2 separate regions of the Zea mays genome follow, and region 1 is linked to region 2. The links are chromatin contacts, called in public Hi-C maps. All regions are on one chromosome and are shown on one strand. The core of a region is the stretch at or near the end of the contact, and the rest is flanking DNA. Distances in the headings are between cores, read along the strand shown.

The links. A called contact is a pair of places that touch in the nucleus more often than the background predicts.
Region 1: a contact with region 2 is called in a Hi-C map of leaf, with 5 times the contacts expected there. The contact joins the promoter of LOC100285922 here to the enhancer-like site in region 2. A contact is called at or near these places in 6 of 25 Hi-C or Micro-C datasets (bundle sheath, ear, leaf and 1 more) and 1 of 3 datasets of contacts at active chromatin or transcription factors (leaf).

What each region holds. Positions count from the first base shown.
Region 1 is chr1:108,819,035-108,826,284 of Zm-B73-REFERENCE-NAM-5.0, forward strand. It overlaps LOC100285922 (ankyrin protein kinase-like), which reads left to right and starts at 4,680. Exons shown (of 4, transcript NM_001158811.1): 1 at 4,680-4,709; 2 at 4,877-6,466; 3 at 6,565-6,642; 4 at 6,762-7,250. The coding sequence starts at 4,923. The coding sequence ends at 6,972.
Region 2 is chr1:108,739,585-108,746,556 of Zm-B73-REFERENCE-NAM-5.0, forward strand. No RefSeq gene overlaps it. Among protein-coding and RNA genes, the nearest start is that of LOC103650819, 52 kb to the right of the region's middle. Within about 2 kb of position 1,952, at least 10 of the 20 cell types and tissues checked have an H3K27ac peak or open chromatin away from gene starts, as enhancers often do. A contact at or near this core is called in bundle sheath, ear and leaf, where this site is marked.

The DNA of each region.
Region 1 (7,250 bases), core at 3,430-5,929, 82 kb after region 2:
TTTTACAGAAAACATAAAAAACAATTAAATTCGTAAAATATTTTAGTGTCGACCAAAAATACAAATAAGTTACTAAGACTAATAAACATTATATAATAAGATAACCTCAAGTCCCCACATGAAAATGATAAAGTGAAGGCTGATTACTTTAAAATTTGGATACTTAGAGTGATTTTATGTGTAACTTAGGCAATAAGTTAAAATAAAATAGAAAATTGATGGCATTTTGTAGATTTTATGGTCCAAATATTTTTGAGAACTATATACGGAGTTATGTTGCGCCTACGAAAAAATTCATGGATTTCTGAGGCTACTAGCGTATTATTAATTTTTTTCTTCTGAAAATCATCAAAATGGACACAGCTATCTGGATATCCGGGAAGATATATCCGAAAATATATCCAGATGTCCGAGAAGAGATATTCGAAAACATATTCATATATCCAAAATCTGACGGATATCAGTCATCCCATATCTGTATCCGATATCCGGACTATAATATCCGGATTCGAATACGAAAATCCAGATATACCACGGATATCCGAAAAAAAGCTATCCACGATCGAATGCTCAGATAATATTCATACCATTTACACCTCTAGTGTGGTGGCTATGACGGTTGGAACTGAACTTTCCCCATCTCGTGTTTAGTTGTGTCTCTAAACCTGTTATTGCTTCCTCCTCATGCTGTCCAGAAATCTATCCATTCCAAATCTAGTGAAATGTAGTACGCATCGGTCTAGAAACTTTTTGGTTCCCAACATGCTCCTTCCTGCAACTGCAAGCGTATGCGCAACGTCGATCGGGTCCGAACTCCGAACACGTTCGACGCCCTGATAAACGAGACTATAAAACGTCGAAAGGCGAAGGAAAAAAAAATTGCAGCGAGTGAGCCGACCGCAATAGCTAGCACGGAGGGCGACGGCTTACCACGCAGACGCAGGCGTGGGGCCGGGGATTTTATTTGAAGACCAGGGTGCATCAATCTGTCTAGCCCTCTTGAATGTCCCCTCGTGACCAAGGGACGCAGAGGCCAGAGCGCGAGATCTCAGATCCCAGGCCGCGCGGCCACCGACAGACAGATCGGTGGGTTTGCATGCATGCACCCACGCATGCAGGCGCAGAGGATCCGTTCCAGGTAGAAGCAGAGGCAGGCACAGGCACAGCAGCGCCCCACCTCACTCCAATGGCGGTGCTTGACAGGCAGGCACAAAAGGCAGCTACACTAGAGCCTAGAGGCTGCATCCATCCAAGGCTCCAAGCAGAGATCACGTGCTTCCGTTTTCGGCGCGGCGCGGCGGTGCGTGCAGCGTGCATGTCGCCTGTGTGCGTGGCGGCGGCCGGCGTGCTCCCTCCGCCAATGCGCACATGGGCTGGGACGAAGCCCGCTCGCCATGAGTCTCAGTGTCCTCAGTCCTCACGGTGAACGCCTTAGATACAGCCGAGTGGTTTTGGGACGGACAAACGCAACGCAAGACAACAGCAGCGATATACCAAAAGTTACCAATATAATTGGATTGAGTACAATCTTCATGTCCTAAACCAAGTCACGGATCTAGCAATGGTATGGAACTAGATACTCTTATCTTTCTCTATGTCGTCATCATCATTATTATATATATCCATGCATGTGCCATGTCTTGTAACCACATAAGCAATAAGGACCTCCTCAACCAATAATAATTTCGGTTGTTGTCAGTTGTCACGTACACGCGGTACAGTGTCTCGTCCATCGGTAAAATGGTCCCGGTGGACCGACATAACCATGCGTTCGTTATATGCATGAACACAACCTGCCACAGCCAAATTATGTCAAGTGAATAGGAACCTTAGACTAAAACATGTGGGGGGGTGAAACTTTGAGCTCTCATATGATGAAATTCCTAGAGTTTCATTCCCTAGCAAACAGGGTCAGATGGGTTCCGTCTTTTTCAGGGGAATCAAAACACATCTTCCTCTACTGCATGTGATATGGCATTGTAATAAATAAGTTTTTATAACAAATAACTTTACATTAAACTAAGAACAACGGACATGAAGTATGTCCAAAGGGACCTAGATACATTAGAGATTCCACTCTCCCTTTTCTTTGCTAGGGTGTGAGCTGTGGAGGTCTGTCTTCTTGAGATTTTTGTAGATACGGTGTGCACACTCTGAGCGGAGGGATTTGAGCTCTTCCTGAAATGGAAAAAAGGTCTCCAAGGTGGCACTTGAGTAGGCTCGATCTGACTGAGCCATCGTTTGGTTTGGATCACTGTTTGGTACAGAGACTTTACCAATTTACTAATTTAGTCTATCTCCAGCTACACTAAATTTCATCATTTAAGAGAAAATGTTTTATATTTTTTATAACACACTTTAAAAATTTTTGTTCTCTATATCTTTACCAACTCCAGCACTGTTCTCTAAATTTTATCCTCTATACTCTTTCCAACCATATTAACATAATTCGTTTTCACCAATTTTTTCCGAATGGATCAACTGAATTGACCGTTGACATTTTTTTTTTAAAATTGTTGCATACGTTGGAATATTTTTTTTATTGTTGCCATACTGAGCCGGCACATCACAGGGGAAAAAACGATCCTAAGGTTTTTGTGATTCGACTAGAAAGCACAAACAGGAAATTGAGATCAAAATTGCCGTGAGATGCCAATGTCTCCAGTCTCACGATCAGTCGTCCCAAGCAGTAGAGCAGAGCATCCAGGCACAACGGTGTGGGCCCCCAAGGCTTACAGCAAGACATAATCCAAAACATAATCCGTAGCACATCTGCTCAAGTAGGTGCCATCGCGGGAGCCATAATCCAAAACAATCCGTAACACATATTCATTCTCGAATACTTGTCGTCGGTTAATTTATTTTTGAAAAAAAAAACATAATAACGAATGAAAAAGAATGGAGGGAGGGATTACATTATTAGGACGTGCACTTGTCAACTGCGCGCGTCAAATCCAAGTCAAAGGGAAATGCAGCCCGCCGCGTCAGTTGGCGCCGCACTCACGTCGAAGCTGATTGAGCAGTCACCACCACCCAGGCACTCACCGCACACACTCCCGGCAGTGTAGTGCAACCGGCCGAACCCGGGCAGTGGCAGTCACCCAGCTTGCATGCACTGATGGACTGGCAGAGTGTACCGGTACCGAACGCCCAAACTAGTGTACCGTGCGTAGGTAGGAGTAGCACACACTAGTAGGACGAAGCGAAAGGAGAGAAAAAAAAAAGAAGGGACAGGGCAGCAACCGAGTCGCATGTGCGCCGGACTCACCCGAGTCCGAGGAACGTTTCGTTCCGACGCTGCTGGCGCTTTGCTGGACGGACTCGTTGGGATTCAGCAGTAAACGGGCCGGGGCCGTGATCTGGTCCAGGAATTAGGCGTGCGAGAGGCAGGTTTCGTCGACTAGTAGTAGGAGAGTAGGGCGAGGGCATCGTTGACGTGCCTTTTTGGCTGCTTTTGCTGTACTGTGCGTGCCTGCGTGCGGGAAAGAAGTTGAGGCTTGTGCCAAAAGAAAAGTTCTTTAAGGCCCTGTTTGTTTCCCTCTAGGATTATATAATCTAGATTATGGATTATACAAGCATCTATTGACGTGCTTATGGATTATTATAATCTAGGTATCTAGATTACATAATCCACCTAATAATCTGTGTTGTTTGTTTACCTCTTAACTTATTTAAGCTGGATTATATAATCTAGAGGGTAAACAAACAGGGCCTAAATCATACGCTCACAAAAGAATTAAGGTAGAACTCAGCTAAAAAGCAGTAGCTTTCTCTGGCTTCGCCACACCACTACATACGGTTTTTATGAGACTATATTGTACAAGCTTTATACAGAGCTTATTCATCACTACTAATAAATGGTTTAACTGCTCAAACTTCCAAAAAAAAACCCGGCTTTACTAATAAAGTGCAGCCGTGGCGGACGAGAAGGTTGCGGCCGGGTGGGTACGAGTACGAGAAAACTCCACCAATGACAAAGGGGTGCGCCAGTTTTCTATTTTCACCGTAGCATGGACCGATGGAGACCCATACCGCAGCAAGGTCCGGGGTCCCCTCCCGGAAACAACCACTAGTGCAGTGTGAAAATGCGAGATCGATCTGGACGGACGCGTCGTCGGCCAGCCAAAGTCGCACTCTGCGACTTCCACTCGCCTATCGCGGGGACAAGGGCACTAGCGGTTTGTGGGAGTGCCCGCGCGCCGAACCAACCAGGCATGCAATCATGTAAAATAGTACTACTACTAGTATTAGCGTGTGCCGTTCGGCCGATGACCACTGCCTGCCGCCGTCCGTTTGGCTCGCCACCATTTCTTCCCTGCCCTTCCCTGTTTCCTGGCCTGGCTTTATAATCTCTCGGTCGCTACTGATTGCCCGGGTCACTACTTCCTTCGGTTTTACTATCCCTTCGTTTCCGCTAGCCTTCTCCTTCCAGAGCAACCGCGCCATTCGTCTCCTCCGTCTCGTTCGTAGTGCAACACATACAGCCTCGTCTGGTGAAGTGAAAGAACGACAAGATCTGTGGTACGGCGGTGCCGGCCGACATCCACCCACTGTGCTACCCCTTGCGGTTCCAGCCAGCGCAGCGATCGATTCCCGCTGGCCGCTGCCGTCGGTGCCTGCCCGGTCCTCCACTCCTCCCGCTACTAGTACTAGTACCAGCACACTCCACTGTCCACTCCACTGCCAGTGCCATCCCATTCCCATCCGAGGTAAACGCGTCAACGCGACCAGCTCACCTCGTCATCTCCCATTCTCTTTCATATTTGCATGCATCTCGGTTCTCGGATGTTCGTCCCCTGCGCCTTTTTTTCTTCTTCTCTGCCACCCCGCACCCCGCACCCCGGTAATAAAAGTTTAATTTCTCCTCGCGTTACAGCTGCAGCGCTCGACGACGGGGAGAATAGCGTGGCGTGGGCGGCGCCATGAAGTACAGCAAGGAAGATAAGCCCGAGAGGGCGGGCGGCGCCGGCGCAGGGTCCAGGGCGGTGCCGGTGGCGCTCGTCGTCGTCGTGCTCTGCGCCTTCTCCTTCTACCTGGGCGGCATCTACAGCACGGGACGGAGCCTGCTGGACTCCATCCAGCCGGCGCCGACGGCTCTCCTCGCCCTCGGCGCCGCCACGACGACCCGCCGTCCCTCCGACGACGGCCAGGCTCGGCCGGCACTGGCGTCCACGGCCGCCGTGGCGTTCCCCGAGTGCCCCGCCGACTACCAGGACTACACCCCCTGCACCGACCCCAAGCGCTGGCGGAGGTACGGCAACTACCGCCTCAGCTTCATGGAGCGGCACTGCCCGCCGCCGCCCGACCGGCAGCAGTGCCTGGTGCCGCCGCCCAAGGGGTACAAGCCGCCCATCCGGTGGCCCAAGAGCAAGGACCAGTGCTGGTACCGGAACGTCCCCTACGACTGGATCAACAGCCAGAAGTCCAACCAGCACTGGCTCGTCAAGGAGGGCGACCGCTTCCGGTTCCCCGGCGGCGGCACCATGTTCCCCAACGGCGTCGGCGCGTACGTGGACCTGATGCAGGGCCTGGTCCCGGGCATGCGCGACGGCACCGTCCGCACCGCGCTCGACACCGGCTGCGGCGTCGCCAGCTGGGGCGGCGACCTGCTGGGGCGGGGCATCCTCACCGTGTCGCTGGCGCCCAGGGACAACCACGAGGCCCAGGTGCAGTTCGCGCTGGAGCGCGGCATCCCGGCCATCCTCGGCATCATCTCCACGCAGCGCCTGCCGTTCCCGTCCGCCGCCTTCGACATGGCGCACTGCTCGCGCTGCCTCATCCCCTGGACCGAGTTCGGCGGCCTCTACCTCCTGGAGATCCACCGCGTCCTCCGCCCGGGCGGCTTCTGGGTGCTCTCCGGCCCGCCCGTCAACTACGAGAACCGCTGGCACGGCTGGAACACCACCGCGCAGGCGCAGAAGGCCGACCTGGACAGGCTCAAGAAGATGCTGGCCAGCATGTGCTTCAAGCTCTACAGCATGAAGGGGGACATCGCCGTGTGGCAGAAGTCCGCCGACGCCTGCTACGACAAGCTCACCCCGGTCACCACGCCCGCCAAGTGCGACGACAGCGTCGACCCCGACGCCGCCTGGTACGTGCCCATGCGCTCCTGCGTCACGGCTCCCAGCCCCAAGTACAGGAAGCTGGGGCTCAACGCCACGCCCAAGTGGCCCCAGAGGCTCAGCGTCGCCCCGGAGCGCATCAGCGTCGTCCCGGGCAGCAGCGCCGCCGCCTTCAAGCAGGACGACGCCCGGTGGAAGCTCAGGGTCAAGCACTACAAGACGCTGCTGCCGGCGCTGGGGAGCGACAAGATCAGGAACGTCATGGACATGAACACCGTGTACGGAGGATTCGCAGGCAGCCTCATCAAGGACCCCGTCTGGGTCATGAACGTCGTCTCCTCCTACGGCCCAAACTCCCTCGGCGTCGTCTACGACAGAGGGCTCATCGGCGTCAACCACGACTGGTTGGTAACTTAATTATATCTTCGATTGGTTCCAATCAAGTTCAGTAGCTAATTGCCTCATCCACGGATGGTATACTAATAATAATGTTTATTTACAGGTGTGAGGCGTTCTCGACATATCCACGCACCTATGACCTGTTGCATCTTGATGGCCTGTTCACAGCAGAGTCTCACAGGTAAGAGAAGAAGAAGAAGAAGCAGCAGCAACGAATGGATCTCAGTTTCTCAGCTCTGCAAATTCAATAATCCAAAATAAATAAATATCATCACCAACCAATTGCAATTGCAACTGCAGGTGCGAGATGAAGTACGTGCTCCTTGAGATGGACCGTATCCTTCGTCCCACGGGCTACGCCATAATCCGGGAGAGCACCTACTTCCTCGATTCTGTGGCACCCATTGCCAAAGGGATGCGATGGAGCTGCGAGAAGCACAGCAGCGAGAACAAGGCCGACAAGGACAAGATCCTCGTCTGCCAGAAAAAGCTTTGGGCAGGAAAGCAGTGACGAGAGAGGATCATCCTTCTTCCTTCCGAGTATAAAAAAGTAGGCATCCAGATCGGCCAACAAGGCAAGAGGCGCTTCAATACACATGGAAGATGAGCGAGTACTTCTGATACAAAGAGTGTTCGGCAGTTATTATCAAAATAAATAAGCCGAGTAAAACTCCATATAGGATCCAACAGTTACCATTTTTCATTAATCACAGTTTAATTCTTTTTCTGTACCGACAGTTTGTAGGCAAGGAGTGGGTCAATTCATATACCATATGGTGAGCAAATGTA
Region 2 (6,972 bases), core at 702-3,201:
TGATCCACAACCCATCAAACTCATCCTTGACCTCACGTAATTCCTAAAGGAAATAAAACTTGAGACTGACCTAATGAGGCCCATACACACCTGTGAACCACCAAGGAACACCGGACTCCTCTTGAAATTGAATTGAAAGAGAATAATTCTTGATAACAGATGCAACAGATACAAAGAAACCATCGCGCCAAGCTATCAACACACACACCTCCCCTGGTTCCTTGAGCTAGGCTGAAAGCAAAGTTACTAAACCCAGATCCAAGAAAAGAAAGAATATCAAATTCCGAAATGGAGCATAATTTGGTTTCTTGTAGGCAAACAATGGAAGGCCTAATGTCAACAACCAGAGATTTAACAAAATCTCTCTTAGCACGCCTGTTAAAGCCTCTTACATTCCAAATAAGAAAGCAGTCGACATCCATGGACATAGAAAAGATTACCAAAAGACCATACAACACAATGGCCTAGTCATGCCCTCTTGAGGCACCTCCCAGCCAAACAACACCGCCAGTGTAGCAATGTGATCACTTGAGAGTCCAGTAACAAAAAGCTTTACAAAATTACTGGCATCCTTGAAGATGTTCTCATTATCATAACAGAACCCCAAATGTCTGCAAACCTGGGCAGCAGCGCTGGATCCTAGCTCTGGAGGAAACTTAGGCTCTATTTGGATCCACCTAGTTTCTTAGAAAATGGTTTTTAAACTAGACACAACAAGCCAATTTTTTAATTCAGTTTCTAAAAACCGGTTTCTCAGTTTCTTAAAAAACAAGAAGCTGCACTCCACTAGCTAAAACTAGTTTCTAAGAAACTAGGTGGATCCAAACACTTTTTCCTAGTTTTTTTTTAAAGCCAGTTTGTAGAAACCAGTTTTTAGGAAACTAGGGTGGATCCAAACACAGCATTAGCCACTCTCCTGCTTCTTCTAGGTTGAAAATTACTCGGCAATGTTCTCCTCTTCCTGTGTTTGGTAGACCGAGGAGCGGGCAGCAAACCAGCAACTCATCAATGGCTTTAGTGACACAATTCTTGAACTCTTGCAGCGAAGCTGATAGCATAGAATTATCCACCTGATCTGGGTGCACATGGATCCTCCTCCTCCTGGAGTACACTTTGAAAACAGGAGGCTTAGCTCTCCATCCGCACCCGAAGGATTAATCCCAGAGACAGTCTGTTCAGTGGTTCCTCTGCATATACATAGCGCTCATCAGGATTAGCCAACTGAGAAGCGTCATCCAACCTGACAGAAAAAGCCCCCGAAACAATATTCCCAGAACAGGTTGCACAGATATTGGACCAACACACACGCCCAGACCAATCCCCTGGACAGAAAATGGCGCCAGACATTCATTCAAACAATCATTTAAAGACCCACTCGGGGGCAGCTCCCCCTCCAGCCCAAAAGAATCCCTAGAGTCCAGCTGACCAACAGGAACCAAATCAACACATGTATATAATATTTTATATGGATTTACAACACAAATTTGACATTACTAAATTACTTTTCGTAATAAGTAACTTTTGTTGTATGAGATAATATATTTTTATCTTTTATAGATTTAAAGGTAAAAAATCAGAGTTTGGATAAACCTAGATAGACTTTCTTCAAGTTTTGGAGCGAAGATACGAGCTCTTTTCTAGAGTATCAAATACATCAACAGAACTACAGAAGTATAAAAAATAGGTGTGGCGACAAAGTAAAGGAAAAAATGGCACTATATATCAGATGTGTTCCTTCCTGAATAGCTGGAACGGCTCAGTGGTGGCGATTGTTTGGTTGGAATGCATGAGGTAGTGGGGATGAGGCTCCCGACAGCGTTTGAGGGAGGGAAGGGCTGTTAGGCAAGCGAGCGCCGTGAAACCTGTTGGCACTTGAGTAGGGAGGGTCCCTTTTGACAGCGGACCACACGCACGTCGCGGCAGCGATCGGAGCGCGGCTGTTGAGCCGCAGAATAGGCGGCCGGACGGTCTGTCACTGGGCCCGGACGCTCCGCGGTACAGACGGTCTGTCATTGGGGCTGGACGGTCCATGCGCGTAGAACAGGTTTCTGAGTTTCTTACTGTGTTTGTTGACGAAATTCACGAAATTAACTTGAGGAGTTTGTTTGTAACGGGTCCAGCCCTCCTCCTTTATAAAAGCAGAGTAATACGGCCGATTTGTAATCATCAATCGAATCAATAACACTTTTATCTCGCATTTATTTTCTGTACAATTACGAGTAGTTTTAGTCTAGTTCTAGTTTAGCATCTCAATCCCCAAATTCTCCGCTTCTCTTCGGCTTTACGTCGATTAAAGGAGTCTAAGTCGGTCTGCTCGAGCCTAAACATCACATAGGATCTCTCCTCCCCGACAGGGTCCCTCCCGAGAGCGAGATCCAGGCGCCGCCGGCAACCTTCGCCGCCCCCTGTGCACGCGCGGACCGTCCGGCCCCAGGGCACGGATCGTCCGGCCGTCAGGCAGGAAAACCTAAGCCCTACACTAGGCCGCGGACCGTCCGGCCCCTGGCCGCGGACCGTCCGCCCCTGTGCAGAGAGCACCGCTGTCGGTTCTTGTTTAGTGATTGGCGCTCCAAAAAGGCACCAACACACTTTTTGGCGACTCCGCTGGGGACAACACATATAGACCTATCAAATCGGTCCTCAATGGTCGGTTCAAGGTATAACTCTGAAGTCTCCCCAGCAATATCATAGAGCCGACTTGGGAAACCTTGCCGGCTGACGAACAGCTCCAGTTCGAGGAGCACAAGGAGCAGCTGATCCAAGAGGCAAAGGCGAAGTTCCTGGCCAACTTCAAAGTGGACAGGAACAACAAGGTCGTTTGGCAACGGGCGACGGATCTGGCTTCGCTTCGACCTACTACGACTACCCCTGAGGTAAGCAACACAAACGAGCTACAATCTCTTAAAAATTATGTAGATGAACAGTAAAAACAAATGCAAAATATTATAGGGGGTATGCAAAATGATTATAGGAGGCTAGTACGTGTGTTTGATAAATCTACTATTGCAAATTTTCCATCGCACGAGGTTGAATTTGGGGAAAACACGTGTAATTCATCAGCTACAAGTTGTCACGACCAGTTACAAACCCTGTATGGGATGCCGATAAACACATGCCCTGGGCAACCCCATCCTCCTACGCACATCGACAATAAATTAGCTGATCTGCACAAGACCGGACCGTCCGCACGTGAGCGCAGACCGTCCGGGCCAGCAACGGTCGGGCCCATTTTTAATGAATTACCCAGACATGCGCCCGAGCCACAACGTACTACGCAGAATCTAAATTACCCAGTCAGACCGTCTGCATATAGTGACGGACGGTCCGCGTACAATCACGGACGGTCCGGGCACATACCCGGACAGTCCACGCATACCGTCGGACGGTCCGCATATCCAACCGGACGGTCTGGAGCAGAGTTTTTTGAGGAGGATTGCTACTTGAATCCTCATCCGTCCCAGCAACACCTTCCCTCACACTACACAATGCACCAGCCCATTGACACGGATCCTCCGGCCCATGGGAACGAATACTTTCCGGCCCCGCCTAGAAGGCCGGAAAGGAACAGTCAATCCTATGAACCATATAGGCAAATAGTAATGCACCATATAACTCAAACCAATGGGGGAAGACAACATGCTAATATCCAGTCAATCCCACCTATGGTTGACCAGAGAGCCGGTGGTCTCGCACTGGCTGCCATTGATATAGTAAGGGAAGAAATAGCCGGGGCGTTCCGAGATAAGCTCGGAGTAAGCATGGTCCCTAGGGGCAATCATATCGGAAACCTTATGACAGCCGATTTGATCATCACCCATACCCACAGGGAACCAGGATACCCGAATTCGCAAAATTTTTGGGTGATCAAGGAAAAAGCACACGTGAGCATATTGGCCAGTTTCTAGCACAATTAGGAGAATTGGCCGACACAGAAGCATTCCGCGTACGTTTATTTTCGTTATCCTTGACAGGAACGACATTCGCATGGTACGCCACACTGCCTCCTAATTCTATTTCATCATGGGGGGATTCAGAACAAAAATTTCATGACCACTTTTTCTCCGGTGACTATGAGTTAGATTTGGTAGACCTAGTGGCCCTGCGGCAAGTGAAGGATGAATCGGTTAATGAATACATCCAGAGGTTCCAGGATACAAGAAACTGATGCTTCCAAATTCATTTATCAGAAAAACAAATAGCAGGATTAGCCTTTAATTGGTTGCGATATTATTTAAAAAAAAGATTAGAGGGCATCCAATTTTTCACACTAGCACAATTACACCAAAGAGCTTTGGCCTGTGAAAGCTGAAGCAAAGAAGCTACCAAAAATATTCGTCATAATGTCCATATAGTAGAATGCGACCAAAATAGCTCGGACGACGAATCAACGGAAGTGTATGCTGCTGAAATGGTTTGGCCAAATCCTCGGCTTGTTCCTCCTTACAGTCGGTTCAAAAGAAACGGCAAGAGGAGGTTAAATTTACATTTAATGTTGGCAAATGTGACAAGATATTCGATGAATTACTTAAAAATAGCAACATTAAAATAAATCATAATGTTCCATCCGCCGACGAACTGAAACGTCGTGCATACTGCAAGTGGCATAACTCATTTTCTCATGCCACTAATGATTGTAATGTATTCCATCGACAGATTCAATCGGCCATTAACGAAGGACGATTAAAATTTTAGGAAATGCAGGTAGACACGGAGTCCTTTCCAATGAACATGATCGACTTCGAGGGCAAAAAGGTCCTAATTCGGCCCAGCGCGACCAATAAGGAAAAGACAAAGAAACCATCATCGGCAACGCACGGGAGGCCGATGCAAGTAATAAAGTTTCTTGCAGGAAAGTGGTGGCTGAAAAAACTCCTGATGGAGGAGAAACCCTGAAAGTGACCATCACAACCGCTGGCACTGAGGGGCAAGCACGGACTTGGGGACAGGCGCGGGAACCTGTGCTGCACATCACGAACAGTCTGACATCGAGGCACGGACAGTCCAAAGCTTCTCCGGACGGTCAGAAGAATTCCAGCGGACACTCCGGCTACATTCAGGGCCCGCAACGACCACGTACGTTCAAACCGCGACGACCAGAGATAGGTACGTGGAAAACAAATACATTTAAAGCAGCTGGTCGGCTGGTCAAATCCGGTCCGACTTTTGATCAATTATTATCCAAATATGTGAAAAAGAAGGCCGGCCCAGTGACCGGCCAGCGAAGCAACCTCGCTCACCCGTTCGTGAGCAACGTCAGGTAAGACCGATTGGACCACCTCACCATTCAGAAGAAATGGAAGGTCATATTGTCCAATTAAGACCTAACATACCTGCATGGACACCACCATCCTCATATCCACCTATGACATATCCATACACGTACATACCTCCACCAAATCAAATGTGGGGTATGCCACCATATCCATTTGGGATGCCACAGTGCCCCACTTGGGGGGCACCCCAAACATCTATATTCAATAGGTTGGCACCTCCAGTACAAGACTGATTGAGCGCCGCCCAATCCGATCAACAAGTACAGGCCCAACAAGATTGCTGGACTACTCGGCCTCAAAGGACGACCAATCCGGCAGGGGGGCATATACCTGCAGCGACCAAAAGAACGACAAAAAAGGACATCATCAAAATAGGTATTGCAGATGTCATCATACAGGAAAATAATGAAGGGCCGATGATTTTCGATGAATCGGCCAACACAACCAAAAAAGAGGATACGGTTACCATCAAAACAGCCGATCCAAAATACTCTATGCCTCGATGGTGCCCGTTGGGATTGACACGATCCCAAAAGTGAAAATTATAGCGCCTAAGGGCAAAAGAGAACCAGGAAAAGGAGGCGGAAAAGATATTCAATGACACACATCCACAGTACCTGCCACCACAAAAGAAATGGAGACCAAAGGCCGTTGAAGAAAAGCAAATGGCCACAAAAATAGAAAATAAAACAACACTTGTGCAGCACCCTGCAGATATGACAGACAGCTCGGCCAAAAAGGCCGAACCATCGGCACCAGGCGCGGACCGTCCGACCCCTGAGTCCAGACCGTCCGCACCAAACTAGGACGCCTCCAACGACGTGCCAACATCAATGGAGGAGGACAACTTGCTGGGAGAGGACTTGGTTGACTACGAAGCCTCTCCAGAGCGCCTAGGTATGGATATAAATGTTATTACATTTTCCATCGATTGTACTATTGTCAGCGACGATGAACCTGTCGTTGCCCAATTTGATTTTGGTCCTAAAGGAGCTGCCTTCACTAAACCAAAAGAATCGGTAAATCATTTGAATCCGCTCTTCGTGCGTGGCCACATTGATGGGATACTGATTGCTAAAATGTTGGTAGACGGGGGGGGCGGCTGTAAATCTAATGCCTTATTCATTGTACAGAAAATTAGGTAAGCAAGATGACGAACTGGTCAAGACCAACATGACCCTCATCGGCGTTGGGACTGATAGTTCGATCAAAGCCAGGGGAGTCACGTCCGTTGAATTAACCATCGAGACTAAGACCCTTGCTGTTGCATCCTTCGTCGCTGATGTAGAAGGAAATTACAATCTAATTTTAGGCAGGGATTGGATTCACGCTAATCAATGTATACCTTCTACGCTGCATCAAATGCTAATACAATGGGTAGGCGACGATGTAGAACAAGTGCACGCTGATGCATCGGCCTGTATTGATGTGGCTGATGCTCCTGTACTTTGGACCTATGAGACTGCTACGTGTCTCATAGGAGTAGACTTTTCTGATTATCAGTTCATAAGTATAGATAAGAAGGGTTTCATTCCTGTAATGCTAGAGCCGATGGATCATCGGCTAAATCCTAAATAAAGTTTAAATAATGAATACAAACAAAATACATGAGTCTCTAATCACGGATGGTCCGGTCCCTAAGGCCAGATAGTCCGATCTTTCACAAAACAGTTTGGTCTTTAAGACCGAACATCTACCA